4 separate regions of the Mus musculus genome follow, and all the other regions are linked to region 2. The links are chromatin contacts, called in public promoter capture Hi-C maps. All regions are on one chromosome and are shown on one strand. Each heading gives the region's core, a stretch centred on a gene start, on an enhancer-like site or on the middle of the called end of the contact. The rest is flanking DNA. Distances are from core to core; before and after follow the strand shown. Region 1 holds the start of Zfp619 (zinc finger protein 619). Region 2 holds the start of Zfp658 (zinc finger protein 658). Region 3 holds the start of Tmem86a (transmembrane protein 86A). Region 4 holds the start of Tsg101 (tumor susceptibility gene 101).

Region 1 (2,700 bases), core at 46-2,545, 4.0 Mb after region 2:
TCCGAGGGAACTAGGCATTATGTAATATGCATACAAAACATTCAAACATATAAAATACATAAATCTTAAAAATAAAGATTGTGCGGGAAGGGAAAACACATGAGACTGGTAAGTAGCACAGTTGGTATAGAGCCTTCTGAGGAGCAGGAAGAAGCCTTGGGTTCCTTTTGAAGCACTACATAAAGACAGAAATGGCTGACACATATCTTTAGTCTTTAATCGGGTGGTATTGCAGGTCTAGTTTCTCTGCGTTATCTTTAAGAGGTTCCGTACTTCGAGTTTCTTTCACTTTTTGAATTACACTCACTCTTGCGGTGAGTGAAAAAAGAAAGATCAGAAGTTCAAAGTTAACCCTCGGTAACACAGCGAGTTTAAGCATAGACTGAGTCATGAGTGTCTATCTCTAAAGAAAACAGTCAGCACACTAGAATAGGTCACACACACACACACACACACACACACACACACACGCGCGCGCGCGCACTATCATCTGACTGTAAAACTTTGTTTAAACTACAATAATAAAAGCAATCTACTCTGGAGAATGTTCTCAGCCCAGCATCTTTAATCAAAGCATTCCGGAGGCAGAGGCAGGATATCTGTGAGTGCATGCAAGGCCAGCCTGGTCTACAAAGAGAGCTCCGGAGGGAGCCAGGACTTCGTAGAGAGACCCTATTTCAAAAGCCAAAACAAATGTCCTATTTCACAATAAAAAGATAAAGAGAAAATTAGGAAATAAAGGTAAAAGAATACAGTTAGCTGTTTTTGACAAAGAAACAAAGAAAACTCAAGGAATTCCCTTCATTAATAAATATTAGTGAGCCACCTTAACATCTATATGTAAGAAATTAATAAAGGACTTTATAACTGTCACGAAAATTAACTCTAAGTGTATTCTAAACCTAAATAATGAAATGCGAAGTACAGAACCTCTTAAAGATAACTGAGACGAACTGGACTCACAACACTGCCTAAGAGCCCGTAACAAAGTGACGTCACCCGAAAAGGCGAGAGGGGCGGAGCCTCCTGCCACCGCGCTCTGCGCTCTACGCAAGCGCGGCCCGAGGGGCGGAGCTGACCAGAGCCGGGGCCCAGAACAGCGCTTCCGCTCCAGCCGCAAGGAGGCTCCACCAGACGGCCTCCCGGGGCTCAGCCCGCCTCTCCTCCCCGTCTGAGGACAGCAGCCCCTTGCTCACCATGGCGCGGCTTCCGATCTCGACTGCACTCTCCCCACAGGTCCTGGCAGCGGAGCTCGCAAGCGCGGCTCAAGTGGCACCTCGCTCAGCCTTAAAGGGGAACCCGGAGCATGGCGGCGAAAAACCCGCCTCTCGCCGCTCGGCAGCGCCCTTTATTGGACAGCTGGTCTGGCTGCTCTGAATGGCTAGCAAGGCCGGAGTGACAGGAGAGAGTGGAAGCGAAGAGACAAAGGCAGCCCAGCGGGTCCTTGTGGCCCGTGGCTTGTCCCCCGAGTACACACGTGAAGGAGTTTTCCTTTTAGGAACTTACTCCTGCCTTCCAGAGCTGGACCTGCCGTCTAGAGTCGTGCGTTCGCACTGTCCACTACACGCAATGGCTAGTATAGGGATCGCCGTGAATTTTTATACAAAAGGTTAATTTAAAAATTTTAATTGCATGTATTTAGTTAAAAGAAAAGTGTGGCAGAAGAACATGTGTCCCACAGAGCATGAGTGGAAGTTAAAGGGCAATTAGCTAGAGTTGATGGCCCCTTTGCACCTTATGGGTCCTGGGGATCGAACTCAATTCATAGGGTTTAGAAGCAAGCACCTTTACTCGCTGAGCCATTTCGCTTTTCCAAAAGTTGATTAAAAAAAAAAATTTAAGCGCAACTGTTATTTACTTTTGAAAGGGAGGTGGGGATAAAGAGACTGCCAAATTTAGAGACCAGTCTAGCTAGGTCCTGTAATCCCAGTACATGGGAGGCTGAGGCAGGAAAATCAGGCATCTGACAAGGCTACAGACTGGATTCAAGGCCAGTCTCAGAACAGAAACACACACAACACAGAAACACTCTGTAATACAATGCTTCCATAGCATGGTTGAAACCAGAGGTTGAATCTTGGGTACCCACCTCAAACTTGAAGGCAAAAAACTAATTACAGAAATAAATAAAAGGGCTGGAGGATAGGAGGTTAAAGAGTGTGTATTGCTCTTCCAGAGAACCTTAGTTCTCTTCCCAAGCTCACACATCTGTCAACTCACAACTGCCTGTAAATTCAGTTTCAGAGGAACTCATGCCTTCTACTTTTGCCCATGAAATAAAATGAAATCTAATAAGATACTTATCAATTGATACTGAGAGGTAAGAATGTGGGTTCATGGGCTGTGATGGCGCATCCCTTTAATCCCAGCGTTCCTGAGGCAGAGGCAGGTGGATCTCTGTGAGTACAAGGCCAACTTGGTTTATTTCAGCTGCCAACAAACTAATGCCAAGAAAATGAAGCTGGGCTTGGGGGCAAGGGACTGTAACCTCAGAACTTCAAAGACTGAGGCAGAGCTGGCCTGAGCTATGGAAATACCCTAAACTAAAATTGTTCAAACATCTCAAACATACTCCACCTATCATATAATAAGCACTTGATAAATGTCTACAGAAAGTAAATTTTAAGTATCAAAAAAAAATTGTAAATACCCAGGAAGCTCCCAGAGACTGAACCAGGAGCATACGTGGGCCGACTCGAG
Region 2 (2,700 bases), core at 188-2,687:
CCAGTCCCCAACTTTTTGAGACATGGCCTCACTGTGTTGCTGTAGCTGGCCTGCGGCTCTCTGCTTCCTGAGTGCTGGGACTAAAGGTGTGCGCCATTGTGCCCAGCTCTCACGAGAGCTCTTTTAAGCATGCCACCAGCATTGATACAACCATTTCTCTCTCAGAAATGACAACTAAGCTTATGGGCTGTTCCAGAACACACCCTAAGAGGAAGAGCAGGACCAGTCCCGTTCCTTCCCTACTCTAAACCACACCCAGTGCCCATGATCTCGGGCGGTCTCTGTGTGCCCAGCACCCAGAACCCTTTCTCCTTCTGAGAGCAGAGATGTGGTGCAGTGTGGTGTGGTGATGGCCACTCCTGGCTCTCTGTGCCTGTCTAGACATTTTCGTTTTCATCTATGCCCACATTGACATCCTGTTTCTCTTCCTTAAATTCAATGGCTCAATCCCTTCCCTGACTTGGAAACCCTGCACATAAACACCAGGCCCTCGACACAAAACATTTCTCCCTTGTCCACAATGTTTTTATGGTACACAGGACATATTCACTGTCATTCTGGACTTTAAGTAACCTCTGATAAGTGGACTGACCACAGGATTAATTTAACCACGGGGTTAAAATGGGCATACCTAGTTCCCCAGAACGTTATTACTTTGGCAGCCAAGATGACAATTTACTAGTTTCCAGAGAATCTTCAATAAACTCAATAGTGATACCCAAGGAACATACAACCTCCAATAAGGACACAGGGTCCTTCTGCTCAAGTGCCAATCACTGACTCTTATTGTGACCATATGGTCTCAGCAGAGGCAGCATTGACCCGCCTCATGTCCCAGCCCTCACATAAAACGGCCCGGGGATTAGGATTTGCCTTTTAAACGTTTGCTTTGCAGCGCTAGCTCTCTACAGGAGACTACATGCTGGGAACGAAAAGGTCCTGTTTTACAAGCCTTGCTACCTGCACAAAGGCTCAACTTGCAGCTCCGATGCCTGTGCCCTCTTTGCATATGCAAATCCCCTGGCTTTTGTTCCACGTGTTCTTAGTATTAGTTCCGCAGGCAGAAGCCACAGGCTGACCGAGAATGGCTGGCTTTCCCAAATTAAGCCCAAACCACAAATAATCTCATTTTCCATTTGTATCTGCCTGTTCTCTTCTCGCAGGCTACTACTAGAAAGCAGCGCGATCGCCCTCAGAGACGCTAGCCCCAGGCTTGCGGTAGCTGGCTGCACTGTCTGTCTCTCTCAGCAACCCTGCTCTCCCAACTCCCATAGGATTCCCACCCCAGCTCAACCAGGGCATCCCTCCAGTAGCTGTGTCAGCTGTCACTCAACACAAATCAGCGCTCAACAGCACAGCATCCTCCCTGCGCCCCTGCCGCTCACCTCTCACAACAATGCAGAGAACTCTGCACAGGACGCGCAGTGTCCCTCCCTGCGACTTCCGCCCCCGGGCCCTCAGTGTTAGAATCCAAACTCTCCTGGAGTGCGGGCAACAATAACAGAACTGATCTGCGCGGAGATTTAAGCGGATATGACCGCTCGAGACCACTTCCGTTTACTGCGAATCAGTGTTCTTCGCCACCCTCCCACACCCCCTTTTTTCCCCTTGTGGAGGCTGGCGAAGCGCATGCGCGCTACTATTTGTGACGCTACAACTTGCCAATACTTCACTTGGATCTTCCTGTAGTTTCTGTTCCTTTAGGAGCTGTCATGGCCACTCCCACAATACAATGATACAGGGACCACCATCACAGTGTGCACATAAGCAGGCAAAGCTTGTGGACTGTGACACAGTGAAAGTCCAAGGCTGTCTCATATTTTCAGGGGATTTTACTTCCTACCTATACGTGTATATCAGTTATTTCCAAGAGACCGGGATGCTGCATATTACTAAAAATACCATTTTTTTTTCTGTATATTCTCAGGGACTTAAAAGATTTTTTTCCTCTAAACTAAGAAGTAAATAAAAAATAAATTAATAAATATAAAGAAAAAAAAAACTAGGTTTGTTGGGAAATGGGAATTGAAGCCATGTGGAATCTTTAAAGATGAAGGTCTGAAATAAATGTGACACTGAGGCTTTTCATGGGGACCAGAGGTGGAGAAAATCTGTTGTCAATGACAAGTGTTTTTATTTTAATTCTTCATTATTTATTGTGTGTTTTGCATATATAAGAAATAGTGTAGAGGAAGGTGGAGAGGGAGATAATGATAAATGGTGAGAGATCAATTGATGACGAAAACGTGCAGTACAGTAGAGGGAATAAATCCATAGGCCAAAGTCGAATATCTGAACAAAATGAACGATTGTGTGCAGTATCTCAGGTTAGCGTTCTCTAGTTCTGTGTAGACAAGAGTATAGCATTGAACATGGTATGATCCCCTGCTTCTGCTTTCCAGGGCTGGGGGGTGGGGGGGATATGCCATCATGCCTAGCTTCACATATGATTTTGATTGTCTTGAGAACAAATTATAGTACTGGTGCTCTTGTGACCAGGGTTTTGTGTCCAAAGATACAGCTCCGGGGGTCCCAAAAAGTAGTCTCAGCCACCCATCACCACATGCCAAATTATATTAAACCACATAAAAGTTAATATGCAAATATCAACTTCTGATCGATTCTCTGCTACATCTTAGCATATGATTGATACCCACACGCACTTATTGCCTCCCGGGCACCACCTTGCTCTTCCACAGG
Region 3 (2,909 bases), core at 47-2,546, 3.5 Mb before region 2:
AAAGAAAGGTTTTACTCAAGGCCACTGCAGGCAGAGTCTGAGCAGGGGGAGGAGATTCTGCAGATGTTCTGTGGTCTCCCGAAGCTCCTTCCCCTGGCCTGCAAGTTCAGGGTTTCTGAGCATGAATTGGAGCAGTTGAGGTTCCCTATAGACCCATACTCCAACAAAAGTGCTCTGACTGTGTGTGAGCAAGCCACTCCACACAGGACTCTGAAGGGACAAGACACTTAGATCCCCTGGCAACCAGGTACCTGATGCAACTAGGAAAGGGTAGAGAAGAGACATATAGTGGGTCCAGAGTACAAGCCTGCTCTTGTTTTTCCAGAGGTTAGAGATGGGAGCAGAGTTGACACTCCCTTCCCATGGAAACTCCCTTATCAGGGATAGTCAGAGTGAGGGCAAGGCCAAAGGGAGGAAACGGGGGGGGGGGGGGGGGGGAGGGATGCCCAGCTCCACCTGTCAGCCTTCAGAAACATCACCTTTGCATGCCCAGCTCCACCTGTCAGCCTTCAGAAACATCACCTTTGCTCCCCCTCCCCCTACTCCCCAGACCCATATTTCCTAGAAGAAACTGGCAGTAAGTGGTGAAATCATGACAGTCAGAGAAGCCAGCCTTAGAAGTGTGAAGAGACAACTCAAAGGCTGGAGTTGAGAAAGTCTGGAAAGGAGGTCAGGTCAACAGAGAGAGGTCCACCTTCACCTATCGCCTGAACAGCGTTACTAAGACAGAGGCGTCACCTCCTGCACCTACAATATTAAGAGAAACTTGGGGCATTCCCAGGAAGTCGGCACCCCCCTGCACCCTCTCGAATGCTTCCCTGAGGGTCCACCACACAGAACCCTAGGGCCTGCAGCATCCAGTTCCAGGCCAAGACCTGCAGACCCGCTCCAGACACTCATGGATCAACAGTCACGCTTCCGAGTCACGTGCACAATGTTTTCCTCCCTCCCGCGGGCAGACGAGGGGCGCGCGTAGGAGGGACGCTACAAGAGTGAGGAGCTAAAAACCGTGACAGCAGCCGCTTCCCCGGAGGGGACAGCACCTTCCTCCGCCCCCCTCGGCGGCCCGGCTTGCCGCTGCCTCGTCCCAGGCCCGGGGGGCTTGGCCGCGGGCTCGCGCGCTCGCGCACTCACCACAGTGACCGGAGACACCATGGCGGCGGCGGCTGCGGCTGCGGCTGCTGGCACCCGCTCCGGGTTGCACCACCAGGACGCACCCAGAGCCAGGTGAGCAGACGACCGAACAAAGCTGGGGTGAAGCACAATACCTCCCGCGCGCTGGGCGCTCAGAGTACTGTCTGTGAACCCGACGACGTCACCACAGACCCAGCCAATGAACGGGCCGAAGCCTCGTATGGGCGGAGCCCTGCTGGCGGCGCCGGCCGGGCTCCCTCTGTTTCTGCGTTGAAAAGGAGATCCTCCCACCCCCGGGCGTGGGCGTGGCCTTCAGGCCACGCCTCTTAGGGAGGCGTGCCAGGGCATCCCGGAACGTGACGGCGACCCCCAAGGTTGGATAGCCAGCCTGGCTAAGAGACAGGCACACCACTGACCCGGAGCACAGCGAGATGCATCTTCTCTTAACACCGGAACAAAAAGCAAAGGCAGATTCTCGTCAACCTTTAAACATACCATCTAGGCGGATGCAATTCCTTTAAGACATGTCTTTGACAATGTCCCAATGTGTCCCAATGGACACAGAGGATCAACAGACACTCAACGTTCAGCATGGTAAGAGATATGTATCCAGGCACACAATATACTATATAGACTCGTAGTAGCATTAAGCACGCGTGGACACTTGTACACTAAACAAATAAAGCTACAGAAAGGGAGCTGTGGGTTGACCATCATCCTTCACCGTACCATGAAAGACACGATGAAAGCAAGCAGCAGCCTGTATGTGGACCCCATAACAGCAATGAGTAAACAAATTACAGGCACTAGGTTGCCTTGAACATACACCCCTCACAGCTGCAGCAACGGTGACCAAAAGACCCAAAGGCGTGTAAACTGGCTGCCAGAAAAACAATAAAATGGTTATAATACTAGTGGTTTGAAGCATGTTTAGAAGTATGTGTTCAGAATTTGGTGGATTGGCAAGGAGTCAAATGGACTGCAATGCGGCTGTGTTTGCCACTTCCATAGCCTTTGCCTCTGTAGCCTAGATTTCCTCAACTGTAAAATGCATGGGTGACCTCTAAGGCTCTGCTCAATCCAGACACGTTGTGTAGGATGAAGAAGGGGAAAGGTACCTGGTTTCGGGAAGTACAAGTCTATCTAGCAGGCTACATGGGGATGCAGGTTTCCAAATACATCCAAAAGGGTAGGAATGTGGTCTGTAATATACACAAAGCTTTCAGCGGTTGGAAAGGCAAAGAACGCTGGCCACTCCTGAGATGGGGATACAGGGCTGTATACTAGACCCCAACCTCGTGCTGGCCAGGGAGAGACACATACTGAACTCTCCAGTGAGCTCTTCCTGAGGTCATTCTCTTCATTTCCCCCTCCAGGCCTTCCCCAGCCATCCTGGTCCCTAAACTACCGACCTGACATCCCCTCAGAGAGGGACAGCCCTTTTCCTAGTGACAGTATTGACAACCGAAAATTCCAAATGTCATCCAAAAAAGGTGAGAGTCAAGGTTTGAGGGAGGGGAGTCACATGCCTAATCTCTAGGCACACTCATGTTTTTTCCTAGTTAGCAGCTTCTCACCTACATTATCTGAATGAGCAATGAGAATGGCTGCCCCCAAGGCTTTGTCATATACACTATTACCAAATGTGTTGCTCAGAAAGAACATTGAACTGAAAGCAACACGGACTTGGCCCCTCCTTGCCTGGGACTTACTGGTGGTGTAATTGGGCACACGCTACTCCATCTTTGGAGCCTCAGTCTCCCATCAACAGGTTA
Region 4 (2,898 bases), core at 202-2,701, 3.4 Mb before region 2:
CTCTTCCGAAGGTCCTGAGTTCAAATCCCAGCAACCACATGGTGGCTCACAACCATCTGTAATGAGATCTGACGCCCTCTTCTGGAGTGTCTGAAGACAGCTACAGTGTACTTAGACATAATAATAAATAAATCTTTTTTAAAAAATAAAAAGTAATAAGAATTGATGGTTAATATGTCGCTTTTTATTTTAAAGATTATTTTACCAGCATGAGTGTTTTGCCTGCACTGGATGTGTGTGTACCATCTGCATTCCTGGTGCCCATGGAGGCTATCAGGAGTCCCTGTAACTGAGAACCTAACCCTAACCCTCTGCAAGGGCAACAAGTACTCTTTACTGCTGAGCTATCCCTTCAGCCCCTCTAACAAGCATTTATTGGAAATAGAAACTCAATTGAGATTGAGTATCACCTCTTGTATTCTACAAGGCAATTAAGATCTGAAAATTGGGCTGGTGATGAGGCCAGCCTGTCTCCATTTTTAGGCTTGAAAGCCATCAGCATCGTTCCTGTTTATGATTAAATCTGTTTCTCAAGGGTTTGGGCTATGCCCCACCTGTAACCTTATCTTCAAATGTTTCTATACGGCACCCAATGCCTTTGTTTCAAAAGGTTATTATGACCACCTGTCCTTATAACCACCTGTCATGGTCACTTTGTCATGAGTACCTTGTTAAGACCCCCTTGCAACCACGTCTTTGTTTCACAAGATGTGTTATGGCCATTTTGTTCTGTTCCTGTAACCCGCCTATGTACCTGCCAAATCACCCATTTGGAAACTCCCTACCCCTGAGCTATAAGACCAATTTTCTAGCCTATGTCCAAAGCTGACTTCCTGTACACAAATTAAAAGGTTTTAATTAATTGCTTGCTTTAATTAATTTGGCTATGATGATTTGGGTCCATGATCTTGCTCCTTGCCTTTTTGGGATTAACACTGGAGAGGCTTCAAACTCAGAAGTTTGAAGGGGTAAATTCTTTATAATCTGAAAAGAAGCCTGCCCTCAAGCAAGGCAGACTGCGGCCTGTCTAATCTTTATGTGGGCACACTGGAATTGTTAGGGGAAAGTATCCAGAGGAGAAAATTACCGCATAGCTTCCTAACGGGGGAAAAAAAATCTCCTTTGCCCTTGCGAACTTGACATGAAGGGCTTTCGAGCGTTTAAACTGCAGTAACAAAAACGGATGTGATAATCAGAGGTGCCTCGGGCGCAGTCACCTAAAAGTGTCTAGAGTGTCCACGAGCTAGTTCTGTGAGCGACGCGAGCCCAGGACCTTCCGAGCCGCAGCGGGTGGCAAGGCTCGCGAGAGGGCCGGGACTTCGGGACCGCGAAAGGCTTGCAAACAACCGCACCACGGGCACCCGTGGACCGGACCTGATCTCTCGCCCGACTTCGCACCGCAGACCAGCGGCCCCGGAAGTGACGCGCGGGAAGCGGAAGCACAACGTGCCGGCTTCCTGCTTCGCAGGGGCGGGGCGGCGGCGGCGGCGATTGTCTGGCGGCCTGGGGCGGCCCCGTGGCGCCTACCCTCTGCCTGTGGGGACGGAGGAGCGCGCCATGGCGGTGTCCGAGAGTCAGCTGAAGAAGATGATGTCCAAGGTGAGCCCGCGCCCTACGGGGCGGCCCCGCGGGCTGGGCTAGGCCGCCTTCCCTCTGCGGAGCGGCCCTTCCCGCCTTCGCCTCCATAAACAAAAGCGGGGTCGTGCCTGGCGCGGCCGCTGCTGTCTGCCCGGCGCTGCTGACGGTCCCCGCCGGCCGGAGCCCGGCCCTGCTCAGAACCAGTCCCCGCGCGCCTCTCCCCGGCCCAACCCGGCACATCCCACCGGAGCTCGGGAACTCTTGGTGCAATTGGTTCGCTGAAGTAGAGCAGCCAGAAAATCGAGCTTGGCAGCCCTTCCCCGCTCCAGAGAACTCTGCAGTTGCATTCCATTGTTTGCATTAACTGTGATTAACGCAGTTGTTTGCTTGTTTACTTTGAGTTGAACTTAAAAATTCTTACTGCTTGACTGGTTGTGGGTTTTTTTTTTTTCCTCTCACTTTTTAAAAGGCCTTTTGGATATTTTGCACATTAGCTACTTAGTACTTAATACTGCGCATCGGACTCCAGAATGCCTTGCTTTTTGTAATTTACCAAATTTAATTGGAATGAAATTTATGTAACGTAGTTGAGCCCTAACTCCTTTAGTCATTGAAGTTGACTTTGATGCTCTTATCAGAGCAATAATAGAGATCGTGGGGTTAAGAAGTTTCTAGTTTACAAGGAAACACGAATACGCTGGGCGTGGTGGCACAGGCCTTTAATTCCAGCGCTCTGTAGGCAGTTGACGACAGATCAGGACAGATTGTGAGTTCCAGACCAGCCAGGGATACACAGTGAGACCGCATTTCAAAACATAAAATTTTTCTTTTCTTTTTTTCTTCTTTTTTTATTCTTTGTAAAACTAGATCTTTTTTAGTAAAGTCATTTCCCTGAGTCCTTGAAGACCAAACCTCTTGTCTCTTGGTTGTCTAACCATTTAATCTTTTAGGCTTCCTTTTTTTTTTTTTTTTTTTCCCTGTAGTTATCTGTAATGACACAGGGGTCTGGGGGAATGTACGAGGTCCCGGTAAAGGTCGATATAGTACTGTTTTACCTTCAAATCATTTGTTTTTCAAAGCCTCAATTAAGCTTTTAGAAGATGTAGCCCATTAACTTCATCTGATTGGGGATCTCTGTCCTTATCAAGACATTCTGGCTCACCCAGAGAGAGAGACAGACAGTTTTGGTGTTTTAACCTCGCTTCAGATCATTTTTCTCCTTTGAACATCATCTTATCTCCCATCCTAAGCAGACTTTTTTAGCACCATTTTTGGTTGTGATTTTTACCAATTAAGTATATTTCTACAGTTAGTCTATCG

Evidence for each region. Promoter capture Hi-C pulls out the DNA fragments that hold promoters and counts their contacts.
Region 1: a contact with region 2 is called in a promoter capture Hi-C map of frontonasal cranial neural crest. The contact joins the promoter of Zfp619 here to the promoter of Zfp658 in region 2. A contact is called at or near these places in 5 of 39 promoter capture datasets (cranial neural crest, frontonasal cranial neural crest, maxillary cranial neural crest and 2 more) and 1 of 484 Hi-C or Micro-C datasets (CD4 T cells).
Region 3: a contact with region 2 is called in a promoter capture Hi-C map of pre-B cells, with 2.9 times the contacts expected there. The contact joins the promoter of Tmem86a here to the promoter of Zfp658 in region 2. A contact is called at or near these places in 3 of 39 promoter capture datasets (cranial neural crest, maxillary cranial neural crest and pre-B cells).
Region 4: a promoter capture Hi-C map of second pharyngeal arch cranial neural crest shows a contact between it and region 2. The contact joins the promoter of Tsg101 here to the promoter of Zfp658 in region 2. A contact is called at or near these places in 2 of 39 promoter capture datasets (cranial neural crest and second pharyngeal arch cranial neural crest) and 1 of 484 Hi-C or Micro-C datasets (CD8 T cells).

The regions. Positions count from the first base shown.
Region 1 is chr7:39,516,361-39,519,060 of GRCm38.p6, reverse strand. It overlaps Zfp619 (zinc finger protein 619), which reads right to left and starts at 1,295. Exons shown (of 4, transcript NM_001004139.2): 1 at 1,197-1,295. The coding sequence starts at 1,199.
Region 2 is chr7:43,561,107-43,563,806 of GRCm38.p6, reverse strand. Zfp658 (zinc finger protein 658) reads right to left here and starts at 1,437. Exons shown (of 5, transcript NM_001008549.2): 1 at 1,386-1,437.
Region 3 is chr7:47,049,027-47,051,935 of GRCm38.p6, reverse strand. It overlaps Tmem86a (transmembrane protein 86A), which reads right to left and starts at 1,296. Exons shown (of 3, transcript NM_026436.3): 1 at 1,135-1,296. The coding sequence starts at 1,155.
Region 4 is chr7:46,918,522-46,921,419 of GRCm38.p6, reverse strand. It overlaps Tsg101 (tumor susceptibility gene 101), which reads left to right and starts at 1,451. Exons shown (of 10, transcript NM_021884.4): 1 at 1,451-1,599. The coding sequence starts at 1,558.